Linked DNA regions of Pelodiscus sinensis: region 2 is linked to region 1. The links are chromatin contacts, called in public Hi-C maps. All regions are on one chromosome and are shown on one strand. The core of a region is the stretch at or near the end of the contact, and the rest is flanking DNA. Distances in the headings are between cores, read along the strand shown.

The links. A called contact is a pair of places that touch in the nucleus more often than the background predicts.
Region 2: a Hi-C map of liver shows a contact between it and region 1, with 2.9 times the contacts expected there. The contact joins the promoter of SPIN1 here to the promoter of SLC71A2 in region 1. A contact is called at or near these places in 3 of 5 Hi-C or Micro-C datasets (blood, liver and an unstated tissue).

The regions. Positions count from the first base shown.
Region 1 is chr6:46,562,372-46,568,561 of ASM4963464v1, reverse strand. It overlaps SLC71A2 (solute carrier family 71 member 2), which reads left to right and starts at 4,865. Exons shown (of 12, transcript XM_075931857.1): 1 at 4,865-5,171. The coding sequence starts at 5,025. It overlaps LOC112547261 (kelch domain-containing protein 3-like), which reads right to left and starts at 387. Exons shown (of 19, transcript XM_075931858.1): 1 at 107-387.
Region 2 is chr6:46,697,097-46,703,860 of ASM4963464v1, reverse strand. It overlaps SPIN1 (spindlin 1), which reads right to left and starts at 1,487. Exons shown (of 6, transcript XM_075931861.1): 1 at 1,213-1,487.

The sequences.
Region 1 (6,190 bases), core at 3,616-6,115:
ACCTCTACTTGTCATGAGGAAGTTTAAATACTGACAATGAATGAGTCAGAAGTATACTTCTCTTTTACTGTTTTTCTACTTATCAGCTACCTCATATTCCACTCACCTGTTATGCCTGTTTCTTGCACTCGTGTAGGAGGCAATGACTGGTTTGGTAGGTTCAGTATACTGCCAGAAATTAATCTCTAGTCTAATTTATTCCGCTCCCGTTCATTCTTTACCTACATTGGTGACAGTTGCTATGACACAAAGGTACACGAGAGACATGCACACCTTAGGTTCTCTCTCTCATGCAGCATTATTTCCGGGTTATGGAAACACATGGCAGGCACATGGCAGGTTAAACAGATATTTTACAGATGCTGCATTCATACTATTGTACATGTTGTACTGTATTGTGATGAACCATCAGAGTTACAGTCAGCAGCTGAATTTTTAATTTTTTTAAATATTTTAATTTAACAGAGATTATGTTCTTTGTATATTATGAGAGTAATTAGTTTAATGTATCCTATAAAACAATAGAAACCTGTTATAGTGAAATATCTTTGCCACTACATCTGAGTAAAAGAGAAAAGATCTAGCTCTGTAAAGAGAGTTTCAGTACAAAAATTTTAATATATTGAAACTTTGGGACTTTTTTCTACTAAATTAGAAGCATTAAATTCATGTTCCAGTGAAAATGAATTGCACTTCACCTTGATTGCTTTTTGATATGTGATTATGAATTTCATTGAAGTCATTCCAGACTACAAAATTAAAAATAAAATCTTATGTTTCATTGTTGCAGCAGACATCAGTTCTTGAATATAGATAACCATTCCCTTGCTTTTCTAAATTAAATAGATTAAAATTTGGGAGTTTTGTGATACCTGTTAAGAATGCTTGATAAATGACGATAATGGTAAAGAGCTCTCTCACCTATGATAAGTGTATTTAGAGATCAGGTGATGTGGTAATTTGCATGGTTAGGACTACATACTACTCCTTTCCCACAATTCATAGTGAATTAGAGTTGTATGCACTGTCTGCAGACTGAGTGCATGTGCTTAATATCTTGTTGAAAATGGAACAAAAGCACTTTATGTAGCACTTTAAAGACTAACAAGATGGTTTATTAGGTGATGAGCGTTCGTGGGCCAGACCCACTTCCTCTGATCAAATTGTGGAAGAAAATTGGCGTGACCATATATACCAAAGGGATACAATAAAAAAAAAGTGAACACATATAAAAAGAACAAATCAAATTTCAGAACAGAGGGGGCGTGAGGGGGGAGGTTAATGTCTGTGAGCTAATGATATTAGAGGTGATAATTGCAACTATCTTTGTAATGGGTAAGATAATTAGCATCTTTGTTGAGGCCCAGTCGTAAAGTGTCAAATTTAAGCATGAATGACAGTTCAGAGGTTTCTCTTTGAAGTCTTGTGTTAAAATGTCTTTGAAGCAGGATGCAGGTAGTCAAGTTGTTGAGACAATGCGCTTTCTGGTTGAAATGGGAAGAAACTGTTTTTTCTTTGTGAAACTGTCTGATATCTCTTTTGTGTGCATTGATTCTTTGGTGAAGTGTCTGAGATATTTGTCCATTGCTGAAAATGGTGCTTTGAGATTTCTCAGTAAGTATAAAAAAATTATTTGTTACCATTGGGTCTTCTTATTGGTAAAAATCACTAAATTATAATAATGTAGTGGACTAGTTTTAATCCTCATACATTTTACCTTTTTTTGCAGTTCTCTGTATAGAAGGTAAGACTATTAGTTATTTTTTTAATAAGTAAAAAGATTAGTGATTTATTCCCAATTTATTTCAATTAATGTAACTAAATTTACATGAGATGATGACTCATTTTTCCACTGTTCGTAAGCAAAAAACCAACAAGGAATTTACATTATTTAGATTGCAATAGCAGCTACAGTGGAGTCAGCATTTAAATAACAAAAAATACCTGCTTATGTTCACATAATATTAAAATTATAATATTAAATAATCACAAGTCAGGACATACTCTTGTACATCAAATTGTCAACCCTCTAGGATTGTCCTGGAGTTGCCAGGAATTAAAGATTAATTTTTAATTAAAGATTACGTTGTGATGAAATCTACAAGAATTCATCTAACCAACGTTGGCATAGCAACCCTACTCTTACAGGTTCAGGAATGGAAGAGATACTGTGGATCCCTGATATCTCCTGGGAGAGCAATACGTAGACAAGCCAAGAAGTTTTTGGAGAGTGTTGCAGGGCAACTCCTGGTCCAAGTACTGGAGAAACCAACAAAGTTGGTTCTCTTGACCTGCTGCTCACAAAGAGGGAAGAATTAGTAGGGGATGTAGCAGTAGGTGGCAATCAAGGCTGAACTGACTGAAAAAGAGGAAAGGAGAGCAGCAGAATATGGATCCTTGTCTTCAGACTTTGACTCCCTCAGGGAATTGATGAGCAGAATCCCCTGGGAGGCTAACATGAGGGGAAAAGGAGTCCAGGAAAGCTGACTGTATTTTAAAGCCTTATTGACAGTCCTAAATGAGCAGAAACAATAGCAAATGCGACCAGCTTGGCTTAGTAGAGAAATCTTTGGTAATCTCAAAAACAAAAGGAATCTTACAAAAAACTTGAACAGATTACTAGAGAGGAGTATAAAATATTCCTTGAGCATGCAGGAGTGTAATTAAGAAGGCCAAAGTGCAATTGGAGTTGCAACTAGCAAGGAATATGAAGGATAACAAGAAGGGTTTTATATATCATTCAGCCAGGGCCAAGTTCAATATCTAGGGGTTTCTCTCCATCCATCCAACACAGAACTGGCTTGAGCCCCCTCCCAGTAACCTGGGAAATCCACACACCACCCTGGCAATGCTTCCCCATACTCAGGAGGCAGAGGTTGAATGTACAGAAGAAACTTAATAAGAAGGGAAGGAAGTAACTTGGCATTAAGGATGTAAGTGACTAGTCGACTATCTGATAAGTTATTCTTATCGGCTAGTCGACTAGTCGCTTCTCCTCCCTGCCTTGCTGCCTATATCAGAGGCAGAAAGGCAGGGGGAGCAGGAGCCAGTGGTGGTGGGGAGCCAGTTTAAAAGCCAATTACCCTCACCATTGTCTCGGGGGGGGGGGCAGGGGGACAGATGAGGCAGAGGAAAAGCAGGGTTCAGGCGCCAGCCAGGAATCAGCTGTCCCAGCTCCTGCGGGGTCCCCAGCTCTGCACACCAGCCTTTTAAATGTATTAAGAGTCTGATGGTTCTTAATACATTTAAAAGGCTGGTGTGCAGTGGGGTTTCTTGCACTTGTATAGGAGGTAATGACTGGTAGACTAAGGCCACCTGCAGTCTCCTTCAATCCTCATCTTCTATGATTCTACAGGAAGAGAGAGCTGAAAAGTGCAGAGAATCTCTGATCAGTATTTTCTTAGAAGTGGAAACTTACACTTTCAAGGCAGCATGAATTCAATTGTCCCGCTGCTGTGACACTACCTGGTGGTGCCCGGATGGTGGGGTGTACAGCAGATCTCATGCTTGTTCATATCATGGACCTCATCTGAGTTCAAGCACCTCAGTCTCTTGTCAGTGGCCACCCCACTTTACTGAATGGGGTGCAGTGCAACAGTGGTCCAGAAGGACTGGTGGTGTCTGGTCTAAATAGTCATTAATGTGAGGGGGCCTTGTCTAATGGCTGGCTGGCCTTGCTCTGGGCTGAGACTCAGGAGACCTGGCTCCTATTCCTAGTTCCCCCATTGCACTGCTGGGTGATCTTGGGCCAAGCCAGGCGCTCCTACAAGCAGGTTGTGTAGTGTGGTATTAACACTGCAGCAAAGCCAGGGTAGAACACTAAGGCTACGTCTAGTCTGGCATGATTTTCCGGAAATGCTTTTAACGGAAATATTTTCCGTTAAAAGCATTTTCGGAAAAGAGCGTCTAGATTGGCACGGACGCTTTTCTGCAAAAGCACTTTTTGCAGAAAAGCGTCTGTGGCCAATCTAGACGCGCTTTTCCGCAAAAAAGCCCCAATCGCCATTTTCGCGATCGGGGCTTTTTTGTGGAAAGCAAATCTCAGCTGTCTACGCTGGCCCTTTTGCAGAAAAGTTTTGCGCAAAAGGGACTTTTGCCCGAACAGAAGCAGCATTGTATTTCTGCAAAAAGCACTGCTTTTTTACAGTAGGAAGTCAGTGCTCTTGCGGAAATTCAAGCGGCCAGTGTAGACAGTTGGCAAGCTTTTCCGGAAAAGCAGCTGATTTTCCGGAAAAACTGGCCAGTCTAGACACAGCCTAACTGCAGGAAGGGGTGAAAGTAATCTTACAGGTGCTCTAGTATTGCACCCCCCCAGAGGGGGGCTCAGGGTTGGAGGCTAGGAGCGGGTTGCAACATGACAGTACCTGTAAAAAAATTAAGTATGGGGGGCTTGCAGCAGGGGGGTTAGAGTGTACGGGGGGGGGGGACTCAGGGCAGCCAGCTGGGGGGTATGCAGAAGGGCTCAGGGCAGGGGAGTCGGGGCTGGGTGTGCGCGAGGACAGGCTCAGGGCAGAGGGCTGCAGGATTCGGGGTTGGCGAGTGAGGTGCGAGGGGGTGAGCATGGCGGGGGGAAGGGGGGCTGGGGCAGTCCGGGAGCGGTGGGGGGAGCGCGCCCTGCCTGGCTGAAAGCCCCGGGATCCCGGCTAGCAGCGCGCCGCCCTCCCACTGCAGCCGAGTGCCCCGGGAGGCGGCAGCAGCAGCAGCTGCTTCTTGCCGGAGCGGCGCACCGGCCTACTTTGCCCAAAGAGCGGCAAAGGCACCCGCAGCAGGTGGAATGGGTCGGTGCTAGGACCCAGCGAGCCCCCGTGCCGCCCTCCCTGGCCGCAGCCCGGAAGCGCTGCGGGGGGGGTGACGTAGCTTCCGGTGGGTGTTCGGCGCGAGAGAGCGGCAGGGGGATCACGTGTCCGCGGCGGCCACTGTGGCTGCGGCGCGCGGCGGTGGCAGATGAAGGTGCTGCTGAGAGGGCGCCGAAGTCCCGCCCCGCCGCTCTGCAGTCCCGGCTGCCCCGGGACGATGGGAGCGAAATGAGCCCCGAGCCGGAGCCGCCGCCAGCCCCGGCCGGGGAGGCGGAGGCGGCCGCAGCAGCGGCGGGGGAAGGCGGCGAGAAGCGGGGCAGCTGCGTCATGCTGGTGAAGCGGATCGGCCTGAAAGCGGGGGGCGGCGGCAGCGCGGTGAGTGCGGGGTGGGGGCTGCCGGGGCCCTTTCGCGCTGGCGGCGGGGCGGGCTGTGCCCCTGGCTGGGGCGGGTGGGTCCCGGTGCTCGCACCCCATCTCCCGTACCAGGGGCGCCGCACTGGCCGGGCGCTGAGCGTGTGTGCGTGGGGGGGAGAGACATTCCCTAATGCCACTGACGGGTCTGCGGGACGGGGCTGTGCGCGGAGGCTCCCCGGTGTGCCTGGCGATTGCACTGTCTGCGGCCTTGGGGGACTAAAGAGCCGGCACAGTAGCCTCTTCTGCTTTCTCTTCGTGAAAACAGCAAGTTTTCAGTCGGGGCATCTTTTTCTTTGTTACTCTTAAAAGGTGACCTCGGGAGGGACGCAAAGGCGCTAACTAGAAATCATTTGAATTTAATTTGTTTCCGATGTCCAAGGTAGTAGCCTTGATCACTGGGGAGGATGTATGTGAAACGAAACTCTTTGGAAGTAGGGCGTGTCTTAACAGCGTCCTTTATAGTAGTAGTTTCACTTCATTGTGAATGAATTACCACGTATTAAAATTAGGTTAACATGTTTGGTGTAAAAAATCCCCGCTTAACTTGAATTGCAGTGAGTTTTGCTCTTTCGTCAAGTGGGCCATGATGTTGTCAATTGTTGGTGCTGAGTGAATTAGGTTTCAGATCTAAACTATTGTACTGGCGAAGAAGTTGTACTGAAGGTTTCTGCACTTGTTCTGCTGCTCTGAGTCACACACAGTTAATGTGAGTTTCTATTTGCTGTGTTCCAGTTGAAGGAAGTGGCAATTTTGTGTGTGAGCCCTCTTTTGGTTAAGTATTTATATTCTATCCTTAAAATCCCTTTCTATGTTTGTTCTCCTATTCTTGGTATTTCTGATTTGTGAGAATGTGGTAAATTTTCTGGCTGACATCTCCCGCAAGCTGACATAGAGCTATTATTTACTTTTACATACTGCCAACTTGAAATCCAGTCTGTTCAGCTAATAGATGGCCTCCTGAATCTTCCTGCCCATCTTTG
Region 2 (6,764 bases), core at 238-2,737, 140 kb before region 1:
CCCCCACCACCTCCCTAAAGAGAAAAAGACACGCACATTCCAAACAAGCCTCACTCAGCAGGGCTCACCCCATTCACCTCCCTCTCCCTCCCTCCGCCCCGGGCCTTGCCGGGCTCCCTCTGATTTTAGGTTTCATTTTGTTGTAAACAGCAAAGCGAAAGGAGAATGCTGCCAAAGCAAGGATCCTTACCCTTGAAATCCCGCCATGCGCGCAAGAAGGAGGGTGAACTGCTTTTCCTCCTTTGGGGGGGGCGGAGGGGGTGGGGAAGGAGATTAGGGATGGGGGGAGAGACAGAAAAGCACGGACGGATGAAACATTAAGAAACGGAGAGAGCCAGAAGAGAGCAGCCTGGTGGAAGAGCAGGGCGAGCGTCAGCCATGTTGTGTGTGTGTTGGTCCAGTATTTACAAACCTGCAGCTGCAGCAGCGCTTGGAGTCTGGGAGAGAGGGGAAGGAAGGGAGAGAGGGAGGGGGAAGGGCGAGGGGGCGGGAGGGAGAGAGGTACCGAGGCAGGCAGGCAGAGAGGGAGGAGGGGGAGCGCGGCGGCAGCAGCAGACAAAGGAAGCCAGCAGAGCCCGAGCTAGGCGCGCTCACACACACGCGCACACGGAATGTCTCAGACAGCGGCAGCGCCGCGTCGCTCCGGTGCGGGGGGCCGGGCTCAGTCCCGCCGCCACACCAGCGCCCCCCAGGCCCCGCTAACCCCATGTGCCCCAGCGGGCACCGGTCCCCTGCGCCGGGGGGGGGGGGGGGGGGGGGAGAAGAGACACACACGCCGCAGCGGGGCTGAATTCTGGGGCTTTGCCAGCCAGGGGACCCTCCCCCGTGCGGGGCCCGCAGCCCGCGAGCTGGGCAGGAGGGCGCAGCCGGGAGGCGGGGGGAGAGCGGTGCCGGGGCAGGCGGCGGTGGGATCCCTCCCCCAGGGCCCGTGGGGGGCGGGCCGGGAGCGGGCACACAGGGGCCCTCCCCGGCACGCCCCAGGAGGAAGCGGGGCCCCGAGGCTGAGCCGCTCGCGGCGGCCGGGAGGGGGCCCCGGGGCGGGGCGAGCCAGGAGCAAATAAATAACTAATAGCGGCCCCGGGGGAGGGGGAGGCTGGGAGCGGCGGCTCCGGCTCCCCCCACAGCGACTCCCTCCGGCGCGCCCTGGTACTGGGCCAGGCCAAGGGCGGCGCGACGAGCTCTCCCCCTCCCCCTCCGCTCCCTCGCGCTCACCTGCTGGCCGGACGGGGCCCGCGGGTGCCAGGCGGGCGGCCTGGGGGTGCCAGCGCTGCAGCTGCCGGAGCCCCCCCGCCTCAGGCCGCTCAGCTCCGCCGCGGGGACAGCTGCGCCCCGTCTCTCGCGTGCCCCCCTCCGCTGCCGCCGCTGCCTGCTGCTCGCCTCTGCCACATTTGGAGCCGCCGCTCCCCGCGCTGGTTCCGCGGCCAGGGTAAAGGCCTCCTCACCTTCCTGCCAAATAGTGAGCCACCCGCATCCCAGGCGTTCAAAATACAGCCCCGCCCTCCTCCACCGCCACCTCCCGCGCGCAGGCGCACTCCGCCTGCCTAACTGCGACAGGAGAACAGGAAGCTCCCCTCCCCTCCATGGCCACTTGCAGCCTGCGCTCACCACAGTGCGCCTGCGTGGAATGAGCTTGCCCGCCCCGTGCTGTGGTCAGCAGCCGGCCCTCGCTGTACTGAGCTCTCTGCGCAGTACGCGCCAGGGGCGGCCAGCACCACCTCCCTTCCGGAGTTGCCTGGCCCTGCCTGACCCTAACGGCCTTTCCGGGGAGGTGGCACGTGGGGTGTGGATGCCCCAACTTTGAGGGCAGCTTGGCCACAGAGCTCTCCACGTAACCCCGGGAAGCTCATGCAGCCAGGTTGCTAAAAAGCTTGCTCCTCTGTGCCCTCTGCAGAACGGAATGCATTAAACTTTGGAAAAAGTGCAAAACGTGTAGATATTAGACAAGATCACAAAGAGAAAACAGTTTCTTGCCACTTTAACCAGAAAGGACACTCTCTAAATGACTTAGCCACCTGCATTCTGCTACAAAGACCTTTTACATCTGCACTTGAAAGGGAATCCTCTGAACTGTCATTCATGTTAAAATTCGACACTTACCGACAAGGACTTAACAAGTCTTTGAACTTTCTCACCCATTATCAAGACAGTTTCCCCAATTATCACCTGTAATACCATTAACTCACAAACATCCCACTCTCCCTACCTTTAATATCAGCAATTCACAGACACTTACCTTCCTTCCTCCCCCTTCCCACCCCCCCGCATCCTCCTTCTGTTCTGCAATGTGATTTGTCCTTTTCATATTTGTTCATTTTTTTAAATTGTATCCTTTGGTATATATGGTTGTGACTACTTTCTTCCACTATTTGATCTGAGGAAGTGGGTCTGGCCCACGAAAGCTCATCATCTAATAAACCATCTTGTTAGTCTTTAAAGTGCTACATTGTCCTGCATTTTGCTTCAACTACCCCAGACTAACACGGCTACATTTCTATCACTAAAACGTGTAGTGGCATTGTAGATAGAAGGCTGGGTCTTGTTCCTCACTGCAATAAAGGGCAGATTCTGGTAATTTCTGCAAAAACTAACACTCATCGAAGGGAAAGATCAGTTGCACAAATAGAGAAATACAGCTGCTCTACTATAAAAAGCCAGAATTCCCCACATTCCATCTCCTTAAAAGGGCAATGTTTCCGTATCCCTGCTCATTAATCTCTAGGCCAACCTAGAAAAACCAGAAAAAACTGCCCTGTAATGTTCACATAATGAGAGTAGAATTTAGGGTTACCATATTTGAACTTTCAAAGAAAGAGGACTCTCCTGAGAGGGAACATAGCTGTATTAGTATCTACCAACTCACATATTAATGTGTTATATACTATATGGTTTTTGAAAGTTCAAATATGATAACTCTAAATTAATTCATTGTTTTAAACTTGTAAAATATTACTGTTTAAGTATACAAATACACTTGCTGCTTCTCAACATCTTTGAAAGCAATTGCTTCATTTCTGGCGGAAGAACTCCTCCCTACCCCTACTTTTGAAGTATACTGATATTGGCTAGTTATTTCTAGTTCCCAACTCTGTTTTCACTTCCTGATTCTAATGCAGCTGCATATATTGTATTCCAATGCAGTCATTGATATATGAGTGTTCTAAGACTACTGGATGTAAGAAGGCAAGGGCTATGTTGTGAATATAAAAATTCAAGTTTAAAACTTTAAATTTTCATTATTGCATTGAAATGAAGAGTTTTAGATAAAAATTGCTCGACTGGGGAAACTGGGATAGCACAAATGTAAGTGTATTCCGAGCCAAAAATCTTTATTAGAACAAAGAGAAGATTCCGAACACATTGACATTTAAAATAACAGCAGAATGTTTTTTTTTTTTTAAATCTAAAGGCTAGAAGCGCAGGAAATTTGCAGCTAAGTTTCTCTTACATTTCTTCTCATCTTCCACAAAGAGGTTGAAGACCTTTCACCCAACACCACACATATTCCTATTCATGTCATTGGACTGAACCCTGGACTGGGTTATTAAAGTCATCTTCAGTAAATTCAAGTAGTATTAATCCAGGGGAATCCAAGGGTCAGCTAACAAGGGATCCTAGTTTTCAAACTAAAAGGCTGTGTCTAGATTGGCATGATTTTCTGGAAATGCTTTTAACGGAAAAGTTTACCATTAAAAGCATTTTTGGAACAGAGCGTCTAGATTGGCATGGACGCTTTTCCTCAAAAGCACTTTTTGCGGAAAAGCGTCCGTGCCAATCTAGACGCACTTTTCCGCAAGAAAGCCTCGATCACCATTTTCGCGATCGGGGCTTTTTTGCGCAAAACAAATCTGAGCTGTCTACACTGGCCCTTTTGCGCAAAAGCTTTGCGCAAAAGGGACTTTTGCCTGAACGGGAGCAGAATAGCATTTCCACAAGAAGCACTGATTTCTTACACTAGGAAGTCAGTGCTTTTGCGGAAATTCAAGAGGCCAGTGTAGACAGCTGGCAAGTTTTTCCGGAAAAGCGGCTGATTTTCCAGAGAAACTTGCCAGTCTAGACACAGCCAAAGGGTGCAAGCTCAGTCAAAGGTATGTTAAACAGTCACATTGGATGTAATGTGATCTCTGCATGAGCACCAGAAGAAAAGCTCTTGAGAGATGGAAATAGTTTCTTAACTCTCCTTTGTAGGGAATCCTGGTATATAAATGCAGTTTCTTCTTACTATGGTCCAAAGAAACAGAGCTTGTGTAAATTTTTAAAATAAAATAACTATGAATTTTCTTACTGCACATCACCAATTTCAGCTCCGAGTGGAAAACTTCCCTGTGAGAGCTTGGAATTTCACCTACAATTCAGACCAGAAGCAACACCTCTTGTGGAAAGTGACAAGTAATCCAAAGGATAGCATCGTTGTTTTACATTTCACTAGACTCACAGGGGAAAGTGTCTCCTATTGAGTCATTAAGATCATTTCCTGCAGCACTTCCGTGTTCCCTGAAAATCACTCTGAACAGTATGACCTGTCTGTTTAATTTATGAGATCTGCACAAGGTAGTCAGCTAAAGACCCAGTGAAAGATTCCAATTTTTTTTCAAAAGAACATAATCCTCATACAGTTAGATATGAAAACAAAGATTTCAGATGGAACCATAAAAAATAAGAACACCATTGTCACCTAATAATACTCATTCACCTAAGAACATAAAATCAAGACTTTTTCACAGCTTTACAAATGCAAGCAATACATGAAAAACATAATCTAATCAAACATACTCTTCTCTGCCAAACAACCAATGATAAAACTGGGTGAATGGGTGAGGCAGTAATCTGAACTAACCACTGTGATGGGATTCTACAGATACAACCTAGAACCATGGAACTGCTGTGTCCCCCTAATTCTCCAGACTCTCACACTGTTTTGTCAGTGATGAGCAGCAAATCCCTCCAGAAACTGTTAACATGCAGAGGCATACCCTGCTATGTTGCATGAATGTTTTCCAAGCCACTCATGAACTATATGCAGGAAAACACAAGCAAGTCTCCTAAGTCCCTTTCTGCTTTGCACTTACAAATAGACTGTCTTGCACAGCTCAAGACCTCTTGAACAATGAAAACTTATTAGCTTGCCAAAGAAAAGTGAACAGGCACCAGCCTTTCTAACCTGAACAGATTCCTCAAGCACTTCAAACAAACAATCTCACTGGTAAGGATAAAAACATTAAAATAAGATTATTAGCATAAAAAAGATAGATTTTAAGTTATTAAAAAAAAAGCTAGATAGATTCATGGAGGTTAGGCCCATCAATGGCTATTAACCAGGATGGATAGGAATGGTGCCCTAGGCTCTGTTTGTCAGGAAATGGGTGACAGAAGAGGGATCATGTGAGGATTATCTGTTGTGTTCCCTCCCTATGAGGCATCTGGCATTGGCCACATTAGGCAGACAGGATACTGGGCTAAATGGACCTTTGGTCTGACCCAGTATGGCCATTCTTATGATTGTAAGTGTTAGACATAAAAGTCAGAGATAGTAAGCAAAGAAAAGAAAAAGTAAGCATACAATCTAAACATTAATAATCTTTTTGTTAGTATCTATGGGTATGTCTACACTACCCCCCTAGTTCGAACTAGGAGGGTAATGTAGGCATACCGCACTTGCAAATGAAGCCCGGGATTTGAATTTCCCAGGCTTCATTTGCATAAGCGGGGAGCCGCCATTTTTAAAACCCCGCTGGTTCGAACCCCGTGCAGCGCGGCTACACGGGGCTCGAACTAGGTAGTTCGGACTAGGCTTCCTATTCCGAACTACCGGTACACCTCGAGGAAGCCTAGTCCGAACTACCTAGTTCGAGCCCCGTGTAGCCGCGCTGCACGTGGTTCGAACCAGCGGGGTTTTTAAAATGGCGGCTCCCCGCTTATGCAAATGAAGCCCCGGAAATTCAAATCCCGGGCTTCATTTGCAAGTGCGGTATGCCTACATTACCCTCCTAGTTCGAACTAGGAGGGTAGTGTAGACATACCCTAAGGTGCTACAGGACTACTTATTTTTAAGCAGTGTTTGGCTCAAGCTTTTTTTCCTCTCCCCTATGATTTTGCAGCAAGGTTACAACCATTTATAACTTTCCTTCTCAGCCTCAGACTAGTCTCCTCAGCTCAAATCTTCATCTTCCCAGTGTTCTTGTTGCCTTCAGAGTAGGAAGAGGTAATTTTATGATGCCACTTTCCCCTTTTTTTTATAGCAGGCATGCGGAATCTATGGCCTGGGGGCTGGGTTGCCTGAATCCAGCCCCCGAGGCTCACAACTCCCCCTGCAGCACCAGGAATCTGGTGCTTAAGTTCCAGCCCTGTAACTCCCCAAACTCCAGTCCACTGATGCACCCCCATTCTGCTCCTGCACCCCACCCTTGCCCAGCCCTCACACCCCAAACTCACTCCTGCACACTACCACTATCTCAGACCCACCAAGTCCTCACAATTAACCCCTCATTTTTGGCCCCACCCCAGAGCCTAATGGGGCCCACACAATCTAGTAGCCTGGGCCCCCTACGCTTTAGTGTGTGAGGGGAAGCGGGGAGCGTCTTTCTGTTTCTCAATCAAGGGTCACATGAGTGAGGTGTTTTTGTTTGGGGGTAGGTTGCTTCTCACTTTTGTGTAGTCCTCAACTGATTTGTCTGTGGGTCAGCAACCCCCAACCCAATAAAGGTTCCCCATTCCTGTTTTATAGCTTCAGTCCTGGAAACTACTAGTCCAGACATGTTCTGGTGGGC